Linked DNA regions of Sus scrofa: region 1 is linked to region 2. A link is a contact called in public HiChIP or PLAC-seq data. All regions are on one chromosome and are shown on one strand. The core of a region is the stretch at or near the end of the contact, and the rest is flanking DNA. Distances in the headings are between cores, read along the strand shown.

What was found. HiChIP or PLAC-seq counts read pairs in DNA pulled down with a chosen protein or histone mark.
Region 1: an H3K27ac HiChIP or PLAC-seq map of alveolar macrophages shows a contact between it and region 2. The contact joins the promoter of TMPPE here to the promoter of CCR4 in region 2. A contact is called at or near these places in 1 of 5 promoter capture datasets (liver), 2 of 47 Hi-C or Micro-C datasets (both in blood) and 1 of 2 datasets of contacts at active chromatin or transcription factors (alveolar macrophages).

What each region holds. Positions count from the first base shown.
Region 1 is chr13:18,977,005-18,981,134 of Sscrofa11.1, reverse strand. It overlaps TMPPE (transmembrane protein with metallophosphoesterase domain), which reads left to right and starts at 2,227. Exons shown (of 3, transcript XM_021071556.1): 1 at 2,227-2,357. It overlaps GLB1 (beta-galactosidase), which reads left to right and starts at 2,136. Exons shown (of 17, transcript XM_021071553.1): 1 at 2,136-2,357. The coding sequence starts at 2,286. LOC106508320 (a long non-coding RNA gene) reads right to left here and starts at 3,619. Exons shown (of 3, transcript XR_002338195.1): 1 at 2,613-3,619.
Region 2 is chr13:18,859,214-18,863,181 of Sscrofa11.1, reverse strand. It overlaps CCR4 (C-C chemokine receptor type 4), which reads right to left and starts at 2,586. Exons shown (of 2, transcript XM_005658814.3): 1 at 2,261-2,586.

The sequences.
Region 1 (4,130 bases), core at 978-3,477, 120 kb before region 2:
GTATATGGAGTTCCCAGGCCAGGGATCAGATCCGAGATGTGTTTAATCTGAAATTAAACACATAATGTAATCATATATTTTTATTTTTCAAAACTAAGTTAACTAAAAGTTGCGCCCTAAGCCACAGGTTCCCTGTCATCCCTAACTCACTGTGCCAGGCTGGGGATTGAATCTGCATCTCAGCATTCCTAAGACACAGTCAATCCCGCTGCAAAACAGTGGGAACTCCTACAAGGTTTTTTTGAACACAGCTATGGTTTTTTTTTTTAACTTATTAAAAGTAAAAAATGACTTCTAAACTTATTTTAAAAACATAGAAAGCGACACAAAACAAATAAATGATGAATTGAGTTATATTATGGTGAATACCCTTGTAACTACCCTCTAGTTCAAGAAACAAAACTTTGTTGGCCTCTCCCAATCTCAGGCCCTTATCTCACAAGTAACAACAATTCTTGACTTCTATAATCATCACTTCCACTGTTTAAGAATCAAACTAAGTTTTTTAAAGAGTCAGAAGTTGTCAATAATACAATTTAAGAAAAAATTATTCTTTTTTTTTTTTTTTTTTTTTGTCTTTTTGCTATTTCTTTGGGCCGCTCCTGAGGCATATGGAGGTTCCCAGGCTAGGGGTCCAATCGGAGCTGTAGCCACTGGCCTACGCCAGAGCCACAGCAACACGGGATCCAAGCTGCATCTGCAACCTACACCACAACTCACGGCAACGCCAGATCATTAACCCACTGAGCAAGGGCAGGGACCGAACCCGAAACCTCATGGTTCCTAGTCGGATTCGTTAACCACTGCGCCACGATGGGAACTCCAAAAAAATTATTCTTACACTTGCTAAAATGGTATCATTTCCTACAGGGGTCACCTCTACTGCCATGGATGGGAAGGAATGGGTCTCCATTCTAAGTACAGCTAAGACAGCTGGGGATTTATATCCAGCAAAAGGAGGGCCTAGTAGATGGAAAATTATAAGAGGAGATCTCAAGGGATTCTTGTTAAAGGTAGGTCCAAGGAAGGTGGGGTAGGGATGAGGAATTTGATCAGACATCAAGAATTGGGAGACGGTCCATAAATTGACTTAACAAGATTCTTTGCTAAGACTGGACAATGCAGGCTGGGCATGGATAGGACAGACACAGAAGGCCAAGGTCCAGATCAAATTTAATCTAGAAGAATCTCTAGTCAGAGGGTCCTAATTAAAGTTTAGTCAAGGAGTCTGTCAAGAGACAGCATAATTTAATCGTATATTTTTATTTTTCAAAACTAAGTTAACTCAAAGTTGAAAATATTTAAAACGAGTCAGTTTTGTGGAATGTCACTTATATCCCAATAAAGCTGGGAAAAGTATACATAAAGCTATTTCCCTAAAGGCTCCTTCCTCTGAAATTCAATTTTGGTGAAATGTGAGACTCCTGCAGTGGTGGGAAGAAAGGGAGGATTTTCAGAGAGTTCAAACAACCAGGTAGGAAAAGACAACTTCAGACTCAGATCTGGTGGTAACCAGCGGCCCTGGACAAGCTAACTCACACGGAAGAGCCTTCATTTTCCCAAATGTAAAAAAGATAACGCCGGCCTTACTGGAAGGCTCAAGTGCAGAAAGGGGGAGAGGTGTTGCTACTCTCCCAAGACCCAAAGATGAAATAAAAATTCTGCAGACTCTGGTGCTTGGAGGGTTGGCATTTGCAAAGATTTTGCCAACTCTAAATTTATCAGTAACCTAAAACAGTGGTTCTCAAACTTGAGCGTGCAACCAAATAACATGGAGGGTTTGTAGTATCACAGGTTTCTGGACACTACTCCTAGGAGTTTCCTGGACAAGGACCTGTTATTTCCATTATCAACATGTACCAGATACACGCTTGGTCCAGGAACCTTATTTTGTGGGCCCCTGCTTTAGTTTTCCGGACAGGTCTGTATGTGGGGCCGGGAGTCGATCTAGTCCACTTAGGTTTATTTTGCCTCAGTTTCTCCCTTCTGCCCTGTCAAGGGAGCCTGGGAGCAAGAAGCCTTTGGTCAAAGTCCAACCCCAAGCGCAGACAGCGAGGCCTCCAGAGTTCGAGAAAGGCCCCTCCCTCCGGCAGAGGCCAGATAACACTTTCCTAGAGTCACGCGGCTTGCGCCTCCGGGGTTTAGGGCTCGGCGGCAGGCAGGCGGGGCGCCGGGCGGAGCCGGCGCGGGGCGGGGCCAGGCCACGGGTCCTCAAACGCCGGGCGCCGAGCGGCCGTCCCGGCGCTGACTGCGGACCCGGGAGGCCTGGAGGCCGGAGGGTGGATATGCCGGGGGTCGTTCACATCCTCTCCCTGCTGCTGGTGCCGCTGATGCTGGGCTCTGGGGGTGGCTTGAAAGTAAGTCCACAGGCACCCTCCCCACGCGGGAATGATGGACTGGGGACAGGCTGGCGGGGACTGGGTTGGGGCTGGGGCCACTCGGGGTCCCAGTGAGCCGGGGGTCCTGGGGCGCGCCCGGGCTCCGGAAACCGGAGGAGCGCAGGCAGTGGGCCGGCCCTCCCGTCAGAGGCGGGCGGGGCGCGCGTCCTTCCCGGTGGCTTTGTCGCTCGCGTATTCCCGCCCTCGCCGCCTCCTTCGTTGGGACCCACTTACCCTACCAATGCACGGAGAGGCTGAGATGAGGTGCTTTCCAACTTTGAGGTCTTGGCGAGAGGTGGGGGTGGATTCCAAGTAGCGCGCGTCTTGACAGGCGCCTCGGGCTCTGGCTTGGCTCGCCCTCCCTTGCAATTTGTGCTCTGCGGAGCGCTCCGGAAGGAGAAAATCGGGTCAGGAGAGGCCCCCGCAATGGGAACATTGGGTTAATTTCCTTCTAGGTGGTCTCTTTATCTCGCGTCCTTCTCGCCGATTCCCGCCGCCTACGTTTTTGTCCCGGATTTTCCAAACTTTCAGAGTTTGGCGCTGGGCAAGAGGCAGCAGCGTTGCTTGAGGGAGATCTGGCCGGGCGAGGTGTGTGTATGTGTGTGTGTTGCGGGGGTAGGGGGATGTGTGCACGATTGGAGGAGGACAGCCTCGGTCCACCCGGCAGAGCTAAGGCAGGGGCCACGGGACATCCGAATCCTCCTGGGGAGGTCAGCGTCACGACCGCGGAAAGGTGGGGGGATTGGGGGAGGAGAGAGCGAGGAATTAAAACGGGCACCTGTCCCTCTACACCGTCAGAGAACCACTTTGGTCTCCAGAGTTCAGGTAGACTGAGTCTGGGGCTTGTTTTTAAGTAGAAGCTGGTGAACTTCGGGCCCACTGTGACACCCTTTAATAAAAGGCTTTTGGTAAAGTTTCTGGAGCAGAAAAAAAAACAAACAAAAAACGCAACTACATTTATCTAAAATCGAGGTTGAAAATCTTAAGTATTTGTAAAAGAACTGCCGAAAATGTTTTTATTTTGGATTCTTCTTGGGAAAAGGGTCACCTCAAATGAACAGCCGCTGCCCCAGTCTGTGACTCCCCTACCCTACGCTGGCGTGGGAACTAGCTCCCTCTGAGAACCACATAAGAACTGTTCAAGGGCACGGTGGCAGAGAAAGATGGATGGGGGAAAACAGGTCATTAACTGATATCTCAGAGAATTGCGAGAGAGGAGGGATGAGGATTCATGGGGGAGGAGCTAGGGGACCGGGCAGCCCCCTGGGTCCTAGTTGCACCCCCCCCCCCCCAATTATGCAGCATCATTCAGCAAGGGCTGCCTTAGGACTGCCAGGCCCAAGGCCCAAACTGGGAGGCTGGCTTCATCCTAGGAATTCCTTTTTTTGTTTGTTTTTTGTTGTTGTTTTGTTTTTGACTTGTAACATGATGGTTCTTTTTATTATTACTTGAAAAAAATTTTACAGTATAGTGGATTTACAATATTCTGTCAATTTCTGCTATACAGCAAATACCCCAGGAATTCTTAGGTCAGGTGTCCCTCCTGTGCCTAGAGGTGAAAAAGAGACCAGCAGACTAGCTTTCCATGATTTCCTAGAACAGCAGTTCCCAAACCTTAACTGTCCTAGAAGTTAGAATATTTGAAAATATTAAGAAATAGGAGTTCCCGTCGTGGCGCAGTGGTTAACGAACCCAACTAGGAACCATGAGGTTGCAGGTTCGATCCTGGCCTCACTCAGTGGGTTAAAGATC
Region 2 (3,968 bases), core at 1,337-3,836:
CCCTTTGGAGTCAGACAGATTCCAAATTCCAGCTCTACCAATTTTCCTACCCCTCTCCAGGAGCTCCAGTTCTCTCATGGGCAAGTAGGGGTAGAAAAACCTCCTTTTCAAGGAGGAATTTTTCAAGGATGTATTTCTGAGAGATAGTCTGGCATTACTGAAATCACTTGCAGGGATGACAAGACAAGCTGACATCCCCAAGAGTACTGCTCCCAGGGCCCTTCTGACATGAAAGCAAAAAATAAAAAAATAAAAGATAAAAAAAATCTATGTATGTTTCCCCTTCAGGTTGTAATGACAAAAATTCAGTGATACTTAGTTAAATCATCAGGCTAGAAGGGAACCAGATTGGCCTTTTGCCTTTATATAAAAATTCTAGGAGTTCCTGTCATGGCTCAGCAGAAACCAATCCGACTAGGAACCACAACATTGAGGGTTCCATCCCTGGCCTCGCTCAGTAGGTTAAAGATCTAGTGTTGTCGTGAGCTGTGGTGTAGGTCGCAGACACGGCTCGGATCAGAGTTGCTGTGGCTGTAGTGTAGGCCAGCAGCTACAACTCTGATTTGACCCCTAGCCTGGGAACCTCCATGTGCCATGGGTTCAGCCCTAAAAAGCAAAAAAGCAAAACAAAACAAAATTCTAATTCCTCCTGCCTGCTTTGCACTTTAGATTTCAAAGCATATTCACTAGTCTTATGCCCCTGTTCCCATGCCCCCTCCAACAAAAATCTGCTATCTAAGCCAAATAAGCATACTGAGCTATGGTGTAGATAACTCATGAAAGATTCAGAGAGGTTAAATGCCTTCCGGAGACCACACAGCTATGGAGAGAACTTGTTCCTCAGGCCCCAAGTCCCAGTGATGTACTGGAAAACCAGGTCTAGGGATGCTTTGATTTATGGCTTTTGCTGGTTTCCATGGTGCAAATTCTCCCACAATGGCTGAGGTCAAGCCACCAACTACCCCACAGAATTCTTGAAGATTCAACCATCAGCTCCTGAGAGCTGGCACAGGTAGCCCCAGCTCGCCACACCCAGCCCCATGTTCACTACAGAGTCCTGTCTTAGCCGGGACACATGTGGGCCAACTTGACACTAACACAGCAAATGTATTTTCAAGGCCCCACGGAAGGATGCAGTATTCAGTTAGGTAAAATGAGGGGAAATTTTGGTCTTTCATCAAAATCGCATATAAAAATGCATCTTACGCACTGAATTTTATCAGAGTGGGAATTAGTGGGACAAAAATCTAGAAAAGGCACATCACAGACAGAAATAAAATCTCTACCTCCCCAACCATGCTCATTTCCTATCAAACTGGCAGCTGAGGTTAAAACTTTCTTAACCTTACACACACGCACGCTCACACCACCCTCATTTCCTATCTAAATCAGCAGATGAGGAGGTTAAAACCTTCACATGTTCACGTGTGAATCAGAGCAATCCAGGGAGGAGGCTTTCTGACTCAAGACCACCTCCTCTTGTATTCTTCTTAATGGCTCCCTGATACTCATTAAAATCATTTTTACAAATTGTTCGATAATTCACATCTATTCCACTCCCTACGTCCCACCCTGAACACCACACACCCAAACACCAAAACTATGTGTTTCTCAAGGGAGAGGTTTTGATTTCTTCCTGCAATGGATGCTGAACATCTGGGGCATCACAGGGTCTCCAAAAAAAAAAAAAAAAAAAAAAGAGAGAGAAAAGAAAAGAAAAAAGCCAAAACAAACAAACAAACAAACTGTTAAATGTTATGGACTCTAGTTAAACAATAATTCTAATCTTTCTCTACCATTTTACTAGTGCAAATGAAAGGGATAGAAGAAGTTGATGAGTTAGGAAATTATCAGGAAAAGAAACAAAAGTCAACACGGCTGTTAAATGTCTGAAATCATTCTGTGGCCTGGTCTTTCTTGACCAGGGGTGTCTTGATAGAAGCAAGAAGCAGAGAAGTGTTTATGTTGAGTGAAAATTATCCGTGTTCCGAGCATGTGGCTTAGGCCAGATGTGTGCAGAAGAGAGCCCTGTGTATGTGTAAGAGCCGGTCAGATGAGGGCTCTGAGTGTGTGGGCACAGGTAGGTTATAAGCAAGCTGCGGGAGAGAGGCCAACTAGAATGACAGGCAGAATGACCAGGTTGCCCGAGTGATGGGCTGGCTGCGTGGCTGGGCAGCTTTCAGTGCTTCCAGGGTCCAGACACCTGTGGACCAAGCAGCACTTGGCCTGAGACCTTGAGAATGGTCCCACCCCCACTTACCTTGCTTGTCTTAAAGTGGCTCCAAGGAAGGTCTGCGAGGCAGTGCCCGGCTTGCTCAAGAAGCGTGATGCTAAGAAAGACAGGTGCCTTTGAAGGGCGCGTGGCTTCCTGTGAGCACCAGCTCTATCCCTCACTCATCTACGATGAGTGCAAGTGGGGTTTTTTGATAGAAGTAAGAAGCAGAAAAAGAGTGACTCTTAGCTTGGGTTCAGGTTAAACTCTTAGTCACTCATTTCCCAAAACAGAAAGCTAGGAAGCTTTGCCCTCTGTTAGATGAGGGAGGAAAATGAGGGGAGGTTTCTTATTCGTTTTTTGTTTTTGGCCACAGCATCCAATGGCTTGATGTGGAATCTCAGTTCCTAGACCAGGGACTGAACTTGGGGCTGCAGCAGCAAAAGCGCCAAGTCCTAACCACCAGACTACCAGGGAACACCCCTGAAGTAAGTTTTTAAAAAGAGAAACTTTTTTAAAATTAAAAAAATTTACAAATTAAAAAAAAACTCTAAAAAGTTTTTAAAGTTTTAAAATTTGTTGGATTTTTAACTTAATTTTTTTCATCTCAGCTGGGTATGTACAGCAGAAATGATCTTTATATTCTGGATCAGTGGGCTATTTATTTATTTTCCCATCATGGATGTACAGTAGCCAGCAATCAAGATACTCTAAACAGTGGGATCTGAAGAGGTCAGAGTGAGAGGCCAGATTTACTCCAAATAAGGACAGTCAGGAGTAGAGAAGAGAAAAATGTATTCAAATGTGTGCATCTGACAGTGATGCGGAGGGTCTACTCAACCACATTCAATAAATGACAAGTCCTCAGTCTGGTGTAAAGTGCCATGAGGACTGAGCTCTGAGCCTCCTTCACAACAGGGGCTCAATGCCCTTTCTGCCTCAGGCCCTTTCTACTCAGTGGAGCTTCCCCTGACAATGATCCTGGCTGAAAGATTCTTTGGGTTTGTGTACCAATCGTAGCAAAGGGGCTGACACCAGTCCCAAGTCTTTTCTACCTAGTATCCTTGGCTTCTGTGAGCTCCCAGCATTTCCTTCTGTGTGTCTACAATTGCTTGGCTCTTTGGTTCAGCTTAAAAGAGCCACAAATTTCAATTTTCCTGAGGAATTTGCATGAATAAAAACTGAAAAACTGAGTAGAGTAGTGTTTATCAATGCTTTTTTCATTATCACTCCTCCTAAGGGGTCTCTTCAGATTAGTTTTTCCTAATCACTTTCCCATGAAATTTTAATACCATAGATAAATTGTAAATCTGCTTTTTATGCATACATATATGCTTTATATATAAAAGAGTAAGATTTGTTTTGGAGGTCAAGAATCTTGAGCTAGAACAGTGCTTCCCTGTGTGAAATGTGGAGCCAGATTCACAGAAATTTTGTGAAAAAGAAATGGAGATCTGTGGCCAAGTAAGCTTGAGGAATGCTGGCCTTGGGTGCGGGTTAAACACAGTTCCTTACTGTAGTGCTTTCCAGTGCTAATATTATCATGAACTCTGGAAGGAGACATAGAGTAAAAATGTCCACAATATGTTTTGTTTCCAGAGCTGACACCAGATCCTTGCTCAAATTCTGGCAATCCCTCCCTTAGATAGGAACTAGCATATATCTTTTAAGTAACAGGGTCAAGAGACAAAGAAAGGAAGCTATAGGAAGAGAAAAAAAAAGCCCAGATGGACCCAGCTGGAACCAAGATGAATCT